Regions from separate parts of the Gossypium arboreum genome. Here regions 1 and 2 are each linked to region 3. A link is a contact called in public Hi-C data. All regions are on one chromosome and are shown on one strand. The core of a region is the stretch at or near the end of the contact, and the rest is flanking DNA. Distances in the headings are between cores, read along the strand shown.

Region 1 (3,554 bases), core at 383-2,882, 500 kb before region 3:
AGGTTCATTATAATCTCATAAAGAGAATTTAGATTCAAACTTTGAAATGACATTATTGGGACAAATATCATAGATACCTTAGTTTCACTATACATATAGTCGTAAACAAAAATATTAAGGTAAATTACAATAATAGACACTAACTATGCACTTAGTTCTCTTTTGGTCACCCAAGTATTATTATTATTTTATTTAGTCACTCAATTTTCTGAAATTAAATATTTTAGTCACTTTCTCGTTAGTTGCTATTAGCTATGGGACAAAAAGCTGATGTTGACCTTTTTATTGCCTTAATAACAAATTTGGCCCTCTAATGATTACACATTTTATCAATTTGATCCTAAATCTAAAAAGTTCTATCAAGAAACAATTGATCCCTCTCTCACTATCGGCAAGACACCTATCAACCCTCTCATCAACCACCATACACGATGCATCACCATATTCAACTCACCTTTATCAGCATCTAGCACCATTGACACTCCTCTCTATTTACTCTTTCACTTCCTCTACTTTTTTCTCTCTTCTTTTCTTTCTTTTTTTTTTCAAAACCTTTGATTGTCCAATGTTGTGCCACAACCACCAATCGTTGCTACTTCTCTAATAGTTGCACCACTATTTAGATTGTCTTCTTTATCCACTATTGTTTCGGCCTCCTTTTACTCCTTTGGTCAACAATTAACTTTTTTTCTGTTGGGATCACTAAGAGTTGAACCCGAACCACTTAAACCAAACTAAGCCAAGCCAAGTCAATATGAGTTCTTTTTGTTTTTTTTTTCAATTCACTTTTTTTTTCCTAAATCTTTTGGTTTGTTTCTTCTTTTGCATATGGTGCTAAATTTTCCTCTCTAAAGTAAAGATCTTAATGGTTGTTGGTTTATTGGTTGTTTTTATGACTATCAAGTATTAAGGGTGTTGTGTATGCTAGGATTTTAAAGTATTTTGGGGTTGCTTTTGGGTTAGGGTTAAAAGAGAGGTGGTTGAGACTTAGCATATGGCGGGTCTCGAGTAAATGGTTGGTGGGAGTGGTGTGTAGGACTTGAGGGGAAAATGGTGATGGTGATAGCATCGTGCAAACGGGTAAGATGGTGAGTTCGTGATGTTTGTGGTTGTTTAACTAGTTTTGGGCTGAAGGAAAAATGGTTTGATGATAGAAGCTTTAGTGTTTGTTAGGTTTGAGAGTAGATGAAATTAATATGGTGAAGGTGAGTTGAAGATGGTGATGCATCAGGTATGGTGGTTGAAAAGAGGGTTAGAAAGTGTATATTGTTGAGAGTGAGAAAGAATCCAATTGTTTCTTTGTAGAAATTGTTATATTTTTTTTATTTAGGATCAAATTGATAAAATTTGTAAACATTGAAAGGACTAAATTTGTTATTAGGTTAATAAAAAAAGAGCTCACATTAGCTTTCCAGCCCACAACTAACAACAACTAAAAGGAGAGTAACTAAAATATTTAATTTCAAAACGTTGAGTGACTAAATCAAAAAATTAATAGTTGGGTGACCAAAATAAAATGAAGTGCATAGTTAGGTGATTATTCTTGTACTTTACCCAAAATATTAATGCGGGTTTGTTATAGATGTTAACCGGCGTCGTTTAACACTAAGGTTTAATATTCTTGTTGGTCGGGGACGCAGTTTTTTATCCGGGAGAGGTTTGAAGAGAAAGAAGAAAAGAATAAAATGCTGTGTCTTAGGCTTCCTATTCGACTAAATCGAATGTTCAATAACCTTAACTACAATGTCTCAGTTTCGTTTCACTACGTAAGTCTATCTCTTTCGATCTCTTAACATAGTGAAATTCTTTTCTGTTCATTTTCACTCATAATTCTCTTCACATTTTTTTTTCTTCATTGTTTTTTCATGGCTTATCATTTCTCTTTTGGTTCTTCATTGTACCCAAAGCTTCCATCTTTAAAACCCAAACCTCAAAACCCATTTTTCTTCAGCTCTTACCCTTCAATTTCTTGTCAAATTTATAGCTCTAAGAGCAATAGTTCCGATGATGATGATAAAACCAAGAAAACCCATTTCAATTTTGTTGCTTTACCCATTACTCTTACTATAATCTCCACTTCATTTCCACAACAAAGTTCTCTTGCTGCAGTTAAAGTATCTGATAGGAAAAAAACTCAGAAAAAAACTCAAGAAGCTTTGACCCCTGAGCAGATAAAACAATGGTCGAAAAATCTTCCAGTTGTAACCAACCGGATTCCATATACTGAAATTCTCAGTTTGAAACATGAGGGAAAGCTTAAACATTTAATTAAGCCGCCTAGTGCTAGTTTGAAGCAAAGGGCAGAGCCAGTTTTAGTAGTTTTAGAAGATTCTAGGGTGTTAAGAACTGTTTTGCCTTCAATAGATAGTGATAGGAAGTTTTGGGATTCATGGGATGAGTTAAAGATTGAATCTTTGTGTGTTAATGCATATACACCTCCAATTAAGAGGCCTGAGGTGCCTTCTCCTTATTTGGGATTTTTATGGAGGGTGCCTGCATTTATGTTGTCGTGGTTTAAGCCGAAGAAGGAGTCCAAAAGGGCGCTGGAAATTAGGAGACAAAGAGAGGAGTTTAAGAGGCAAAAAAAGGAGGAGTTGGCGAGAATGAGGGAAGAGAGAGAGATGATTGAAAAGATTATGAAGGCGCAGAAGAAGGAGGATGAGAGGAGAAAGAAGCGAGAGATTAGGAAGAGGAAGTATGAGGAGTCATTGCGTGATGCTAGAAGGAATTATCAAAGTATGGCAAATATGTGGGCCAGTTTAGCTCAGGATTCAAATGTTGCAACTGCGCTTGGATTGGTGTTCTTTGTGATATTTTATAGGACAGTGGTGCTTAGTTACAGAAAGCAGAAGAAGGATTACGAGGATAGGTTGAAGATTGAGAAGGCAGAGGCAGAAGAGAGAAAAAAGATGAGGGAGTTGGAGAGGGAACTGGAAGGAATTGAGGGGGAGGATGATGAGGCTGAGCAAGGGGGAGGTGAGCAGAATCCTTATTTGAAGATGGCTATGCAATTCATGAAGTCAGGAGCACGTGTGCGGAGAGCACAAAATAAGAGACTGCCACAGTATTTGGAGAGAGGAGTGGATGTCAAGTTCTCAGACGTTGCAGGTCTTGGCAAAATCCGGCTTGAGCTTGAGGAAATAGTCAAATTTTTCACACATGGGGAGATGTACCGAAGAAGAGGAGTAAGAATACCAGGTCAAAAATTCTAAACCTGAATAAATTTATTTTAAAATTCAATATTCTGCAATGAAGTTATACTCGAAACCTACATGCAAGCAAGTTGTTATGTCTTGTTTACCTTAAGTCTTTGGCATGACAACTGACAAGTTAACAACCTGGATACAAGAGCTTATAATTGGATGAATCAGCTTTTTCCTTTTTCTTTTTTACTTTGAGATCACTACCCAAACTCTAAATTTGTAGGAATGTAACACTTAAAGTGGCTAAACGAAAATTGCAGTAAATTCATGGATCATGTGTAGTCAACTTACCTCTAAATAAAGATGATAACGCAAAGTTCAAAGAATTATAGCATTTTATCATATGGTATA
Region 2 (3,457 bases), core at 103-2,602, 330 kb before region 3:
TTTAATAAATTTGAAAATATTTTTATTACCAGTGAAATTTTTAATTATTTTTAATTAAATTGATACCCTAATAATTTATAATACAAAGTCAATCAAATAAACAGAGGAACTTTATTGCTATTACAGTTAAAATCTTAGCAACACATTATTTTCCAAGATATTGATTAACTTATTTATCTTTTAAATATAAAGGAAACAGAATAACTTCGTTGGGGAAAATTAAAAGAAACAAACTAATTTTTAAGGAAAAATAGGTGAAGGAATTATTCAAGTTTAAAAATTTTAACAACGCAAGTCATTTGCTATTACAATTCACAATGGAACAATACACATCTCTATCAAAATAGAATTATATTACAAAAAAAAAGTGGCAAGTCACATGTTAGCAAAAAAAGGCAAACAAATTCTTAAATCCCCATAAAATTACAGGAAGGAAAATTTGAAAAAAAAAACTAAAAATAAAAAGCACCAAATTATTCCCACAGTGAAGGCTCAAAGTTGGCAGGAATTAAATTCTCACAACTCCATACCTGATCACAAAACCCTCCATATAAATCTTGTGGAGGATAAACCCACCCATCAACCGAGTCAACAGGTACAAAATCGCCTTGTGAGTCAAATAACGACTGGAAACTGCATTCTATATTGGGTAACTGAACAATTTCGCTCAGTTCTTCAGCTTGTTCCGAGGCATTGGGCTCAAACAAATATGATGATGATGAAGGTAAAGTATTGAAATTGACCATGGATGCAGCTTTAGCGGCGGCGACTTGAACGTCGCGAGGCATTAATGAAACTGGTCGAGGAAGCAAAATTGCAAGGTGAGGGAAATTGAGAATCGCGGAGTCACCTTTGATGCTTAATGCTGCTACATCATGAGCGCGCGCTGCCATTTCTGGGGTAGCGAAAGTGCCGAGCCAAATGCGGGATTTCTTGCGGGGCTCACGGATTTCGGACACCCATTTGCCCCAACTCCTCATTCTCACCCCTCTGTAGATTGGGTGTTTGCTGATTGATGATCTTTTGGCTTTGCTGTTATCTTCCATGGATTCACCATTGGAAGTAGAAGAAGAAGAAGAAGAAGCTGGGGAGTTTGAGCTATGATTATGGCTGCTACAGCTCTCAAATTCTGATGAAGAAAGGTTTGTTTCTGCCATTTGTTTTAAAAAAAGAGTGATCCAAAAATTTTGATGATTCACATGCAAAAGTGAGAATTTATATGGAGTGAAAGAGAAAATGCGAGGCAGGGAAGGGACCTCTCTCCTTAAAACTGACCCCTTAACCTACCATTAATTAATTTTATTATCACAAAAGAACTTGCAAACAATGTGCAAGAAAATTTTAAGATTTGTAAAGGGTAAATATGTAATTCATATTTTGCACTATATAAATTTATAGTTGGTACATTTGTACAAAATTGACCTGCGGATTAAATATTAAAATTTTATCGCACGCGTATATATGTAAAAATAAAAAATATATGCGTAGAAATTATAAATTTAAAAATAGATGTTTGTATGAAAGTAACATACAAAAAATAATAAAATATATGTTTAAAACTAAATAATTGAAATGTAAAATAATAAAGTGTGTACAATAAAATTCAAATGTACAACAGCATTAAAATAAAAAAAACTTTAGTTAAATAATAAATTAAAGATTTTACTAATATAATTGATTTATATTCAAACCTCGCTATTAGTATATTTTTATTAGTTTATTAAAATAAAAATTTAAAATACTTTCAATAATATAATTTATTTTAATTATAAATAAATATTTTTATAATTGTTGAAATTAAATTGGTAATTAAATAATAATAGAGATAATAATATAAATAACCATATTTTGGTTTGTTGGAATTAATTATTCTATTCATGGTAATAATTGGTTTTGATAGTGAATATTATATGTAAGAAACATCGTTTGACTTCGATACTTATTTGATTAATTATATCCTATTGATATTAATTTAATATTTTGAAATTTTCTTTAACATCGATCTTTAGAGCATATATATATATATATATATATATATTTGATGAGTGAAATTACGTATTAATCCAAGAAGAAAATGGTAAAATAAAGGAGAGTGGAAGATGGGGAAGAAGTGGGTCCAATGGAGAATGGGTCAGCTCTCACCCACATTAGCCATTACGATACATATACAAACAAGTGTCCCTTGCAAGGTTTGAATGGAAAACACATGTTTTTGTTTGCCTTTCCCATCATTACAGGTCCACGTCTCACACAAACCTCCTTCACTTCCTTTTACCCTTTCGGTCTTCCTTTTGTCCAATTCAAACCAACGTCATATCGCCATTTTTACATGCTTTTCTTTGCTTAATGCTCAACAAGTTGTAAGTATGTTAATTTCGTAAGTAATTGAATTAATTTACCACTTGGTTTAAATTAAAGGATCTAAAAGGTAAAACTTGAGACCAGATCCCCACTCTTTATGATTCTAATGGCCAAAATAGTAATAAAATGAGGTTCAACTTGTGTAATTGATTTTTTATATATATTATACCGTTTTGTTAGTACATTTCAAAATTTTGGTAACAAATTTATTATTAAAATATATCATAATCCTCTTTATTTTTTAAATTTTGATGATTTAACGTTTATTTTCAAAAATTTAATCTCTTTATTTTTAAATTTCAAAATTCAATTCTAATTATTAATATTATTATTGCTAAATCATTACAATGTCATTTTTAATTCTATAGTTACAAATTAAGTTTTTTTTAATTTTAAAATGTCATATAAAAATTAATAAAAATATTTTAACATAATTAACAGTTGAACTTAAATTTTAAAATATAAAAAATAAAAAATTATATTTTTAAAAATAAAATATAAAAATTAAATTCTAAATTTTGAAAACATACTTGAATTTTTACCTAGATTTCTTAGAGAAACGGGTTTCCATTGCTAGAGAAAATTCTTCGATACTTTCTTACCAAAAAAAAAAAGAAAAAAGTTGATTCTATGCTTTATATATAAAACCAATCAACACTTATTTATTTAATTTAGCAGTGTTATAATAAACGTCGATAATGGCGATAGAACGATTGCAAAACAATAAGAAAAAGGAAAAAAAATATATAGATTTTACGTGGAAACTCTTTCGGGAAAAAACCACAGGCAGAGGAGGAGAATTCACTAATTTTGAAAAACAAATTATATAAGAGAAGTTTCGACTACATCTATTTAATGGTTGAAAAACTTTGTTCTAATCACAGTCAAATAGAAGAAGTACAGTTCTATACGAACTCAACTTGTGCAGTATGCCCGTACCACGAGGGTAGAGCACCCCTGGTCTCAACCCTAGTCTAATTTTGTGCTTAATGGGGATCTGTGGCGAGCTACGACCTTTCGCATTCATAGATCCCCTTATTTTGTCGTTGTATTTATTTCTTCAACAAGTGATGGGATTCAAATCACACAATCTCTA
Region 3 (3,615 bases), core at 751-3,250:
TATTAATTTGTATTTATTTTTCTTCTGCTTTCATTTTTGTTACAAGAATTGTCTCTTTCAATAAAATAGATTTCAAATAACTTAACACTAAAAAAATCAAAATCATTATAGAGATTAAATTTGTATTTTCATAAAAATACAGGGACTAGAACTTGCATTTGACATTTCATGCTCTAAGTCACTCGAGAAAAAAAGATCACATCATCAACGTGACAAGAATTTTGCTGACCAAGTTCTCCAAATCAGCAATGTCAGCACCACTTCACCAAAATTAAGGACAAAAACAAATCAAGGTTATAAACGATTGAGCTGAAATTTTCAAACTAGTGAAATATATGAACAAAATTGATTCAAATTAATGAGACTAATTCCATAACTTGAATACAAATTATCCTTTTTATGTTTTGTTTTGTCGTTTAAATGGTTCATCTGATTTTTAAAAAAATAGTTTCAATTTCCCCCGCACTAAAATTGGTAAGCAATTAGCTATGTACCCCCCAATGAGATAAGCCCAAAATGCATATGTAAGGACTTGCAAAAATAAAAATGTTGATATTGATTTGATTAAAGGTGGATGGTGGGTGGGTTATCATCAAATCTAATTCTCAAAGTGGTTGAAACAATAGGCTGCCTACCAATATGCAGTGCCCATGCCTTCCACTAATATTTCTTAAGTCAATCTCCCCTCATGTTTTATTTTACCCTAAAATATGATGTTTATAATGCCAAGATTTTCCAACTTTTTTATATCTGAAATGGATTAGGATTACTTGAAATATAAGATATCAGTTCAACAAGTCACATGTTCTTTTATCTTCTAATGCTGCTGCTGCTGCTTCTTTGTTTATTCAGTAAAATAATACATCAAATATAAACAATTTTCTTAATTTATAATTAAAAAAATCCATTCAATATTATTATTACATAGTTTGAAGAAGGTCAAAGTCAGTCGCCTAAACAAAATCAACTTGTTTGGTGAACATTCCCTGAGAAAAAGATTTGGTGGACAAACATTAAGGAAATAAATTAAAATAAATTATAAGCGTAAAGGGGGAAGAGGGGGGTTGAATTGAATCATAATGGTGCTTTCCACGTTGGTACCAAAGAAGACGCTTGATGCAATTGGAGTCATTTTGAAATATATCAAGGATTTTGCTTAAAACTCATTTATGATTGGGATTATGAATTTGAATTTAAAATTTTATTTTATTTTATTTTGTATAATATAATCCTAATTTGTCATGATAACCAAAGTAAAATTGAAATTACTTAATTTGAATTGAGAGCCACCCATAGTATTTATACATAATTAAATTTCGAAATTTTTAAAATTATATATCTTTTTAAAAAATTAATGTTTTTGATGATTTGGTACATCCTAATTGTAGCCTAGTAAAGAGGTGGTTTTGTTGAATGAAAACAACATGCATTTGTAACCACTAACTTCATTTCCTAAAAACAATGCCCCATCATCTTTACATTCTTAAAACTTAAAACTCTACCCTCTCCACCTTTTCCCGAATTTTGAGTTTTAAAATATACATAATTAACAAAGTCTTCGTAGTTGTTATCATCTACTCATACGACTTTATTTTCAATAGCTTACCTATTTTTAATTAACAAACACTGATTGCTGCTATAAAATATGAATACATTTAACAATTTTAAAAATATAAAAATCTTTTATATATTGCCAATGATATTTTATTTTCAGGTTTTAATATTTTTCTTATTAAATTCAATCTGTAATGTTTGTGTCAACATTTGAATCTTTAATTTATCTTTCGAAAACTTTTGATGGTCTTTTTGTTCCAAACATCGCATTCAGTATTGCTGGTTTCTTTAAGTATATATATTTAAGAAGACAAATCCTTAATTAATTTTAAAAAAAAAAAAAGAGTAAATAAGAAATCCATTAATTTGGCAAAAGCCAAAAAAAAAAAAAAAAAGGAAAGAGAATTGAGTGTTAGAAAATATCTAAGAAAAAAGGGAAATGTATAAAAGAAATGCAAAATTCTAGCTTAGTATAAGAAGCAGACATAAAACCCAAAGTTGGAAAGAGGGCAAAGGACAAAGGCGGGCAGGCAGCAAAGCAACGACATTGTAAAACTCAAAACTATCGATGTTAATGAAACACAACCCAAACTACCAAATACCCATCCAACCTTTCCCTTTTCCTTCAATCATGAACGTCTCAGATATGGGTGAGTCCAATCATGCCGTACTTGACGACTCCTATCGACCTTTGCCTGCTCTTTACTTGTCTTTCCTTTTCATCTGGTTCTTCTCCGCTTGTTCTTGGACTTTCAACACTTACAAAAACCGCCATTTCCAGGTTTTTTTCTTTTTTCTTTCGTATTTTTCAACTTTTTTTTTTGGCGCCGGGGGTTGGGGGGGTTAGAATTTTATTTTCTTATCTCAGAATTTGATGGATAATGAAAACTAGTAAGTGATTCAATCAAGTTGACTCCTTTACAGGAACCTTATTTCTTTCTCTTTTTTCTTTTTCATTTTTATTTCCTATAAAAAATCTGGGTTTAGTTTTTGATTTAATTACGATCATTTTTCTTTCTTATGATTTAGATACAAGTACGGCATGAAAGAAGAAAGCAGTCAGTAAATATTTCAATTTTGAGTTATTTCCAAATATAAAGTTAAAAGTTTAATCAATTGGTTTTGAACTTTGGAGGTTCCTTCCAATTCCAAGTATGTTATGTTGTTGTTTTCTATGAGGTTAAGCCATTTAATGGAACCTTTGTGTCTTTCATTTTCTATTTTGATACCAAATAATGACAAATTGTTGGATTTTCTTATGAATTGTTTTCTTATTATCACACTTGAACAGATAAATAATTTACAATGGACTCTTGCATCTGTGCCCTTGATTAAAGCCTTGCAACTCACTCTATCCTTCCTTTTTTGGTAAGTTTTGATTTTGCATAACACTTGGTTAGTTTATCTTTGAGTCTAAATAGTTAGAAATGAGAATTCATGTAAAGAGATGACATGAACATCTGATATAGTGGAGGCAATGGAAAGTTTCCATAAAAAGAGTAAGTTAATTATATTTATTTGCTCGACATGGCCGTAGTTCTTATCAAGTAGGAAACCACTGCATTATTTATTTTGTGAAAAAAGTTATTTTTCGGATTTCAAAGGGACCATTCTTGCAGGTACTCATGCTTTTATCTTCAGCTATGTTCACTGTGGATGTCTTTCGGGGTGTATGTAACTGGAGTGCTCTTTCAGACAGTTTCATTCGTTTCCTTTTTGCTCATCTCTCATGGATACTGCATCACCTGCGAACGCCTTTCGCTAACAGAGCGTCGAACTACTGCCGCACTTGGATGTGTATTTTACTTGACTCTCATTGGTTACCGAGCTTCCGTACCTTATTTCACAGTGAGTTTCTTGATTATGTAATATATGTTCTGCTAGCTAACTAACTGTAACTTTGGCTTATTTCATCCTCAAAATAGTGTACTAATAAGACGTATTACTGCTCCGTTTTACAGGTTCTTCTACTTCTTAATTACATGATTTCTTTTTATGTAATTTTTCACCATATATCGCAAAATCTGTTAGTGTTGCGTGAGCAGTTAACATTTATCGAGG

What was found. Hi-C and Micro-C count contacts between places; a contact is called where the count stands out from the background.
Region 1: a contact with region 3 is called in a Hi-C map of leaf, with 5 times the contacts expected there. The contact joins the promoter of LOC108467037 here to the promoter of LOC108466530 in region 3. A contact is called at or near these places in 2 of 5 Hi-C or Micro-C datasets (both in leaf).
Region 2: a contact with region 3 is called in a Hi-C map of leaf, with 2.3 times the contacts expected there. The contact joins the promoter of LOC108466772 here to the promoter of LOC108466530 in region 3.

The regions. Positions count from the first base shown.
Region 1 is chr2:26,241,540-26,245,093 of ASM2569848v2, reverse strand. LOC108467037 (probable inactive ATP-dependent zinc metalloprotease FTSHI 2, chloroplastic) reads left to right here and starts at 1,632. Exons shown (of 12, transcript XR_008277508.1): 1 at 1,632-3,198.
Region 2 is chr2:26,070,706-26,074,162 of ASM2569848v2, reverse strand. LOC108466772 (ethylene-responsive transcription factor TINY) reads right to left here and starts at 1,352. Exons shown (of 1, transcript XM_017767139.2): 1 at 281-1,352. The coding sequence starts at 1,157. The coding sequence ends at 474.
Region 3 is chr2:25,742,130-25,745,744 of ASM2569848v2, reverse strand. It overlaps LOC108466530, which reads left to right and starts at 2,000. Exons shown (of 9, transcript XM_017766893.2): 1 at 2,000-2,335; 2 at 2,846-2,922; 3 at 3,174-3,402; 4 at 3,516-3,615. The coding sequence starts at 2,123.